2 separate regions of the Danio rerio genome follow, and region 2 is linked to region 1. A link is a contact called in public HiChIP or PLAC-seq data. All regions are on one chromosome and are shown on one strand. The core of a region is the stretch at or near the end of the contact, and the rest is flanking DNA. Distances in the headings are between cores, read along the strand shown.

What was found. HiChIP or PLAC-seq counts read pairs in DNA pulled down with a chosen protein or histone mark.
Region 2: an H3K4me3 HiChIP or PLAC-seq map of embryo shows a contact between it and region 1, with 2.2 times the contacts expected there. The contact joins the promoter of fam8a1b here to the promoter of pard6ga in region 1. A contact is called at or near these places in 1 of 18 Hi-C or Micro-C datasets (caudal fin) and 1 of 4 datasets of contacts at active chromatin or transcription factors (embryo).

What each region holds. Positions count from the first base shown.
Region 1 is chr16:26,687,665-26,691,257 of GRCz12tu, forward strand. pard6ga (par-6 family cell polarity regulator gamma a) reads right to left here and starts at 1,536. Exons shown (of 3, transcript NM_001130659.2): 1 at 1,063-1,536. The coding sequence starts at 1,128. It overlaps zgc:136493, which reads right to left. Exons shown (of 6, transcript NM_001045249.2): 5 at 3,480-3,576; 6 at 2,600-3,151. The coding sequence ends at 2,998.
Region 2 is chr16:26,891,913-26,895,505 of GRCz12tu, forward strand. fam8a1b (family with sequence similarity 8 member A1b) reads right to left here and starts at 1,723. Exons shown (of 5, transcript NM_001017551.2): 1 at 1,254-1,723. The coding sequence starts at 1,704. zgc:110410 reads right to left here. Exons shown (of 10, transcript NM_001328372.2): 10 at 3,230-3,593. The coding sequence ends at 3,592.

The DNA.
Region 1 (3,593 bases), core at 286-2,785:
TTTTATGCATATTAGTTTTAAGGACTAATTTCTAATGTTTGTTTTTGTCATGATGACCATTCACAATATTTTACTGTAGTTATTTTTCAAGAAACTAGTATTCAGCCTAGTGCAATTTAAAGATCGTAACTAGGTTGTTGTTAACTATGCAAGTTATTTGTCATTAGTTGTGTGTTTTGTTGCCATTCTTCAAAGTAATACTTCTTAAGGGGGCTAATAATAATGAACTTAAAATGGTTATAAAATATATAAATATAAAACTGCTTTTATTCCAGACAAGTTAAAATAAATAAGACTTTTTCTAAAAGAAACAAATATATTATAGAAAATACTGTAAGTATGTTCATATATGTTAAACATCACATGGGAAATATTTGAAAAAGAATACAAACTTCACAGGAGGGCTAATAAATTTGACTTTATATACAACAATTTATATTATATTATACAATTTCTATTACACATTTATATACAACAACTTTATATAATTGTATAAAAGTATTTCTCGACTTTTTTCTTTAAAAAATACAGTGTGTATATAGTTTTAATTACTTTTTTATTTATTTAGATTTAATCATTTGCATGTTAAATTAAATTATATTAAGATTTTTGAAATTAGTCATTTTGTAATAAATCGGCAATTAGTTATTTGCTTGGGTTTATAGTTTACTATGATCATTTTCAATGTTTTTTTTTAATATTTTATAAGGCAATTTTATTTATTTATTTATTTTTTCAAAATGAAAATTCATGACCTGAAAGTTTTTTTACTGTGAGCTTCAGAAATAGACCTGGACAGTTTTCAATCAGCTGAAACAATGGACATATTTCAGAAGTGTGCTGCTTCTGGATATTGTGTTTGCGTTTTTGATTGTTTAGGTCTTTTAAAGGGATTTCCCTTCAGTCTGATGGGTGCTGAAGAAACCCAAATAAGCATTGGGACAATATATACACATATCTGAAAAGTAAGGATGAAGAGCGAGTTATAATTTAAACTAAAATACCCTAAGTTTAACAGAAACGGACGCTGCAGCTATCAGTAATGAGAATAAAGAAACTTACTTTACTCTTGACCTCGAGCATCGAGCAGCAGCGCAGCGAATGAGCCTTTCTGATCGGCCGGTTCATGTTGTCTGGTGAGCGGCGAGCGCTGGACTGAGTCCCGCTGTACAGACACCGCGCGGGTTTGTGCAGCTCAGCAGGACTCGCATCCCTCAAAACGCGGAAAAGCAGGACGAAGCTCTTGTAAACTACAGGACAACACGGAAACAATGACATAATTTCCTGACATTAGGCGGCTAATAGGCTTCTTCATTTTGGATAAACATGCAACATTGAGTTTGTGAAACGTGCTGACTAAACAAATGGTCAAGGACAAAAAGAATTTTTATTGCATCATATTTCCCCCCCCTCAATACATGGACACTTGTCCTCATTTCTCCGCAGGAAAAATGACATAATATGTCATAATAGCCTACATTTTTATCATGAGCTACACTATAAAAATGCAATATTCCACACAATTCATGCTGTACCAACACAAAATCTATTAGCTACACATAACTATTAAATATATAAAACTACCCTCATACTCAAATATTTATAGAAATCACTTTGAAAATTTTATATGAATACTATAGATGTTACATAGTGACAGCTGAGATTATTTATAAACTGCAGTCTGTTAATGATTACAAATTATATGATGAAAATTGTAATGATACAATAATACAGAGTTCTTTTTTAGGTTACGCAACTAGTGACTTTTAACACAACTTGCTTATATTTTAACATTTGTTTTCAAATTCTGAATCACAGATTGCAAATGCTGATCACAATCATTAACACTGCCATTTTTTAAACAATGAAGCTAAACAAAAAGATGCAGTGCAATATTTTAGAGACCGCACTGATATGATAATAATATGATTAGAGCACTGTGGAAAATTGTTGGGCTCCAGACAATTCCTTCTAGTTGCCCCAAAATAAATTGCTTAAATTAATTAAAGTGTTTTACACGTTTAAGTGTATGGGTGTTTCTCAGTGCTGGGTTGCGGCTGTAAGGGCATCCGCTGCAAAACGTATGCTGGATAAATTGGTGGTTTATTCCGCTGTGGAGACCCCAGATTAATAAAGGGACTAAGCCTAAACATATATGAATGAATGAATACACATTTAAGTGGATTGAACATAAAACAATTAAAATGTCACCAAAAAACTCAAGACATCTCAGCACATTTTAAATAAGTAGTTTGAACACACAGCAATAATATTTTTTTCAGAGAGTGAATCAATCAATAATGTACAAAAACAAACTTATTTTATGAATCAGCTGTGATCATGCCATGCATAAGATGTACTTATAATCTGATTATGAGCATTTTAAAAATGTAATTTCTAATTACAAACACTGCACTTTTGGAACTTGACTATGTAAACTATGTAATCCAGATTATACAGTTTTACCTAGCAATATAGTCAGTGATACTATATAGTAACAGATAAGTAATAACCCCATAATAAAGATGCAACAAAAAAAAAGTCATTATATAATTGATATGAAAACATTTATACAGTACAAAAACTATGAAAAGACACATTTTTCAGTATTGTGAAATTTATTTTTGAATAATTCTTACAAATTCTAAAAATATATTCTGTGGGTAAAATATTGACAAAACCATCCCTTGGGTTAATTAGACCATAATTGACCAACATTCATTGAAAACCAACCCTAGCGAGTGTTTTGATATTTTTTTATGATTACAATTATGGGAGATATTTTTTGGACACAAATACATGAACTTTTAATAAGCTCTTTATTCAAACACAATCTTTAATGTTGTGTATATAACACTTAAAATCACAAAACATAATCACGCTTACTGCTGATTACACTATCTGTCTTTAAAATGCAATGACTGCCGTTTCTGTTGGAGTAGTTTTGTTGTTTTGCTGGTTTAAAACAGGAGGGCCAGATGGCTGTGTGAGCTGGCTCTATGCCTTGACTTCATCAGGAAGTTGGCCTTCGTTTAGAATGGCCAAAGCATTGGTCACCATCCTCTCCACCATGAGCTGAGACGTCTCCAACGTGTGTGTTCCTATATGAGGCATGACGATGACATTTGGGAAGGACAGCAGGGGGTGATCCCTGAATATAACAGGTCAGAACACATGTCATTATATTACAGCATTTTACACACTAATGATTCAGTTGAATGATTTTTGTATGGCTCTCAATGCAAATATGTAACAGAAACTTCATAAACAAGCCCATAATTATTTGATTATTTATTCACCATCTAGGTCTTATATTATTAATTATGTATTACAAATAATAGAGCTTGCAAAATGTTAGAATGAAGGACTTTCGGTTTGGCAGGAATATAAACAGTTGTGTATTCCAAGCAGCTCTGTTAATAACATTGCTGACCAAACCAAATGCAATTAACGAAAAGGTGTGCTTAGCAAAAACAAACCGGGGCAGTGGTTCAGGATAAGTGACATCTAAAGCAGCGGCTCGGATCATTTTCTTCAGGAGAGCGTCCACTAAAGCATCTTGGTCCACTACTAGACCTATGAGAAGAAAGGTA
Region 2 (3,593 bases), core at 473-2,972, 200 kb after region 1:
GGAAGTAAAATATTTTTATGAAATTTATTACATACATGTAATAAACTAAATACAGTCATAAATAAACACAATGCAGCAAATATAAAAGTGAAATAATCAATGATTTATAGTTTTCTGTCGAGAGTCAAACAGAAACTGAACAATCAATTGTAAATTAACAATGCATAGTATTCATCATATAAATGGTTTGATAAAATGAATCTTTATTAAACTTCTTAACCTCGATTAAAATGCTTAGAATGCTCATGAAATGCTTTCATAGTCAGTCACATGCCTTAAAAACACATGCAAATAATAATTATTTTTCACTCTACTGTGCTTAAAGAGAGCCCCCACAAATCTCATGTGTTTTGACCCGTGGTTCCTGGTCGTCTATAATCCCAACTCGACATTGCATATATATTGCAGACACACAGATTGTTATATAGATGCTCAAATGATACATAATGCAGCTCCAATGTTTACACAATGAAGCGATAACAATACAGTTTATATATTGTATGTATAATTGATTCATTCATTATTCATTTGTTTATTCTTCTTTGGCTTAGTCCCTTATTTATCAGGGGTCACCACAGCAGAATGAGCTGCCAACTATTCCAGCATATGTTTTACACAGCGGATGCCCATCCAGCCACAACCCAGTACTGGGAAACACCTATACACACTCATACACTACGGCCAATTTAGTTCATCTAATTCACTTACAGCGCATTTCTTTGTAAAACCCAGCCGGGACTTAAACAAGCGACCTTCTTGCTGTGAGGTGAAAGTGCTAACCACTGAGCCACCATGCTGCCTGTATGTATAATTGTTTAGTAATATAATTATTACTAATGGTCATACAATAAAATAATAATGTGAAATTGTTTAACCGTTTCTATTTTAATATATTATTAAATGCGGCAACTTAATATTGTGCTAAAAAAAGCTGAATTTTCAGCATCAGTACTCTAGTATAGTAATGATGCTGATAGTCTTCAGTGTGTCACATGTAATTGTGCTAATAAAAATGTGAATGTCAATGAAATGCTTACTTAAATTTTCCTTTTTATAAAGTAATAGTTCTATATATGTGCATGACTAAGTACAATCTAAAATATGCACCACTTAAATACACTGTGCAGAAAGATTCGTTCATACTCGTCTGACAGCTGAGCTGTCAGTTTTTAGGCAATAGTCAAAACAGAGAACTGTAGCTGTCACTTTTAATTGCAAATAAAGATGATGAACAGTTGACTGGACAGTATCACCTGGCTGTTGAGCGTTTCCATTAGCTTGTTGTTGTTGTAGTATCTGCGCAGGTGCAGTGGCTGGAGCTGCAGAACTCTGTCCGTTTGCTGGAACTGCTACATTTACCGCTGCAGCAGGAAACCCAAACGGGTTGTTAAGCCAGTTACGAAGGTCTCCATTTGACATATCTGTTCCCCATGCCGTCGTCCCGTGCGATTCAGTCGCTCCTTGTGCGGGGAAACACGGTGGGAAGGAAAGCGCAGACATGGCTATCCAGCTCTGCCAGTTCATATAGCTGCAGTAGTACTGCCACATCCACTCCTGCAGTTTCTCGCAGTACTCGGTAGTGTTGACAGCGGTCGAGTTCACTTGTTTGCCCTGGGACGAGGGCTCACGAATCGACGTTTTCATATTTTCGCTCTCTCCTGGCGATTTTTCCTTGTCGCGAGCGTTTTCATTAAACTCCGCCATGACACTTTTGTTTTGTGACGAAGTCGGTAACGATTTGATCAACTTCCGGAATTTTTTTTGATGCATAATAAGAGTGGGGGACTATTTATTAAAGCCGAACTATGTGGTTGTAACCAGTATTTTAAGTGTTGATAGGCTGTTTATAACTCATAAAAAGAAACTAGATAAACTTATAAATGCAAAATGTTTTCATAAATAGACGTTGATTTTCAAAGAAGATTAATAAAATATTTTTCTTTTTTTACACAACATAGGAGAAAGCAAGGTAAGGTGTGTCACCCCCTTAAAGAGACAGTTCATCACAAAAATTTAATTCTGTCATAATTTACCCTCCCTTCACTTATTCCAAGCATGTTTTAGTTTATTTTTGTTTGTTAAATACAAAAGAAGATATTTTGAAGAAAGGTGGAAACCTGTATCCATTGATATCTGGTCAATGGTTTTCAACTTTCTTCAAAATATTCTCTTTTTTGTTCAACAGAAGAAAGAAACTCAAAGGTTTATAACCACGTGAAGGTCAGTAAATAGTGAGTAAATTCATTTTTGTGAACTATCCCTTTAATGGCAGACATGGTGGCTCATTGGTTAGCACTGACGCCTCACAGCTAAGCTGAATGATGATCCCTTTAATCTGACATAATATACAATAAAATTGTTAGCATATACTTAGACATGATTCATAACAGCTGCTTGTGTTTGGTAGATGGACGTGTGAAATGTGGAGTAATACTCTCTGGTTTTGCACCATCATTAGCCTCCTTTCAACCAAAAGAAAAATAGTAGGATGTTACTGGATCACTTTCTATAGTTTTGTGGCAATATTTTGTTTATAAATTGATTTCTGCATATTTTCAAGTAACAGTTGACATTCCATTTTTAACTTCCTAAAAATTACATTGTGTCTATATAGCTTTAAGGTTTTAGTGTTCCAAAATTATATATAGCTTATATGTTTTTGGGGAAAGGGAATATATATTTTAAACATATTTCTGTCTCTTTTTAATTTTATTAAACAATTATATTTGTATTACTTTTAAGGTGATATATCAACTGAACTCCCTGTTGAGTGTGATATGCTTTGTATACTAATGAAGCATTTTTGCAGAAGTAGATGAAGCTGAACGAAATGGAAAGGCCTGATTAACTTGAGCACTGCAGCTAAACTTCCTGTCCGCAGAAATGTCTTGAAACTTAGGCTTTTCATGTTGTGCAGAGAATTCATAGAAAAAGAGGACGTATGTATGGGTGCGGCCAATGGAGGACTGGAGAATGATTGACAAGTGACAAATTCCACTAAACTCCACCTGTTAATATCAGTCAGGAAATAAAATTGGTTGCATCTCCTGAATGTAAATTTTGCACTGCATTGAGGATAAAAGAATTCTGTGAACCAAATTATTTATATGTATCCAATTAATTACTAATATTTTTTTAGATATTGAAGAAAAATCTCTCTTGACCTTTTTTAATGAACACGCATAGAATTGATTACATATCCCAACAATATACAAAAATAGCAAAGGGATTGTAGCAAAGATTTTATTGAGTTACACAATGGAGTAATTTTTTTATTTTTATTTTGGTAAAAATGTATCTCAAAACACAAAACGTACGCCATATTTATATTTTTAATACTTTTAAACATAGCTAATTTACGTTATTTACCTTAAGTTAACAATTATTGTATTCTTTTTAATAGCATTTTTACAGACAAATATATTATCATATCTCATTTACATATATAAAAATTCTAATTAAATTCTGTTTGACTTATATTATTTTACAGAAACAATGGAGTCATGTTTCAACAAAAATTGAGGTAAAATGTATAGCAAATCCCAAGCCTGATGCTGAATACGGCAGCAATAATGATGTTGACAAACCATATC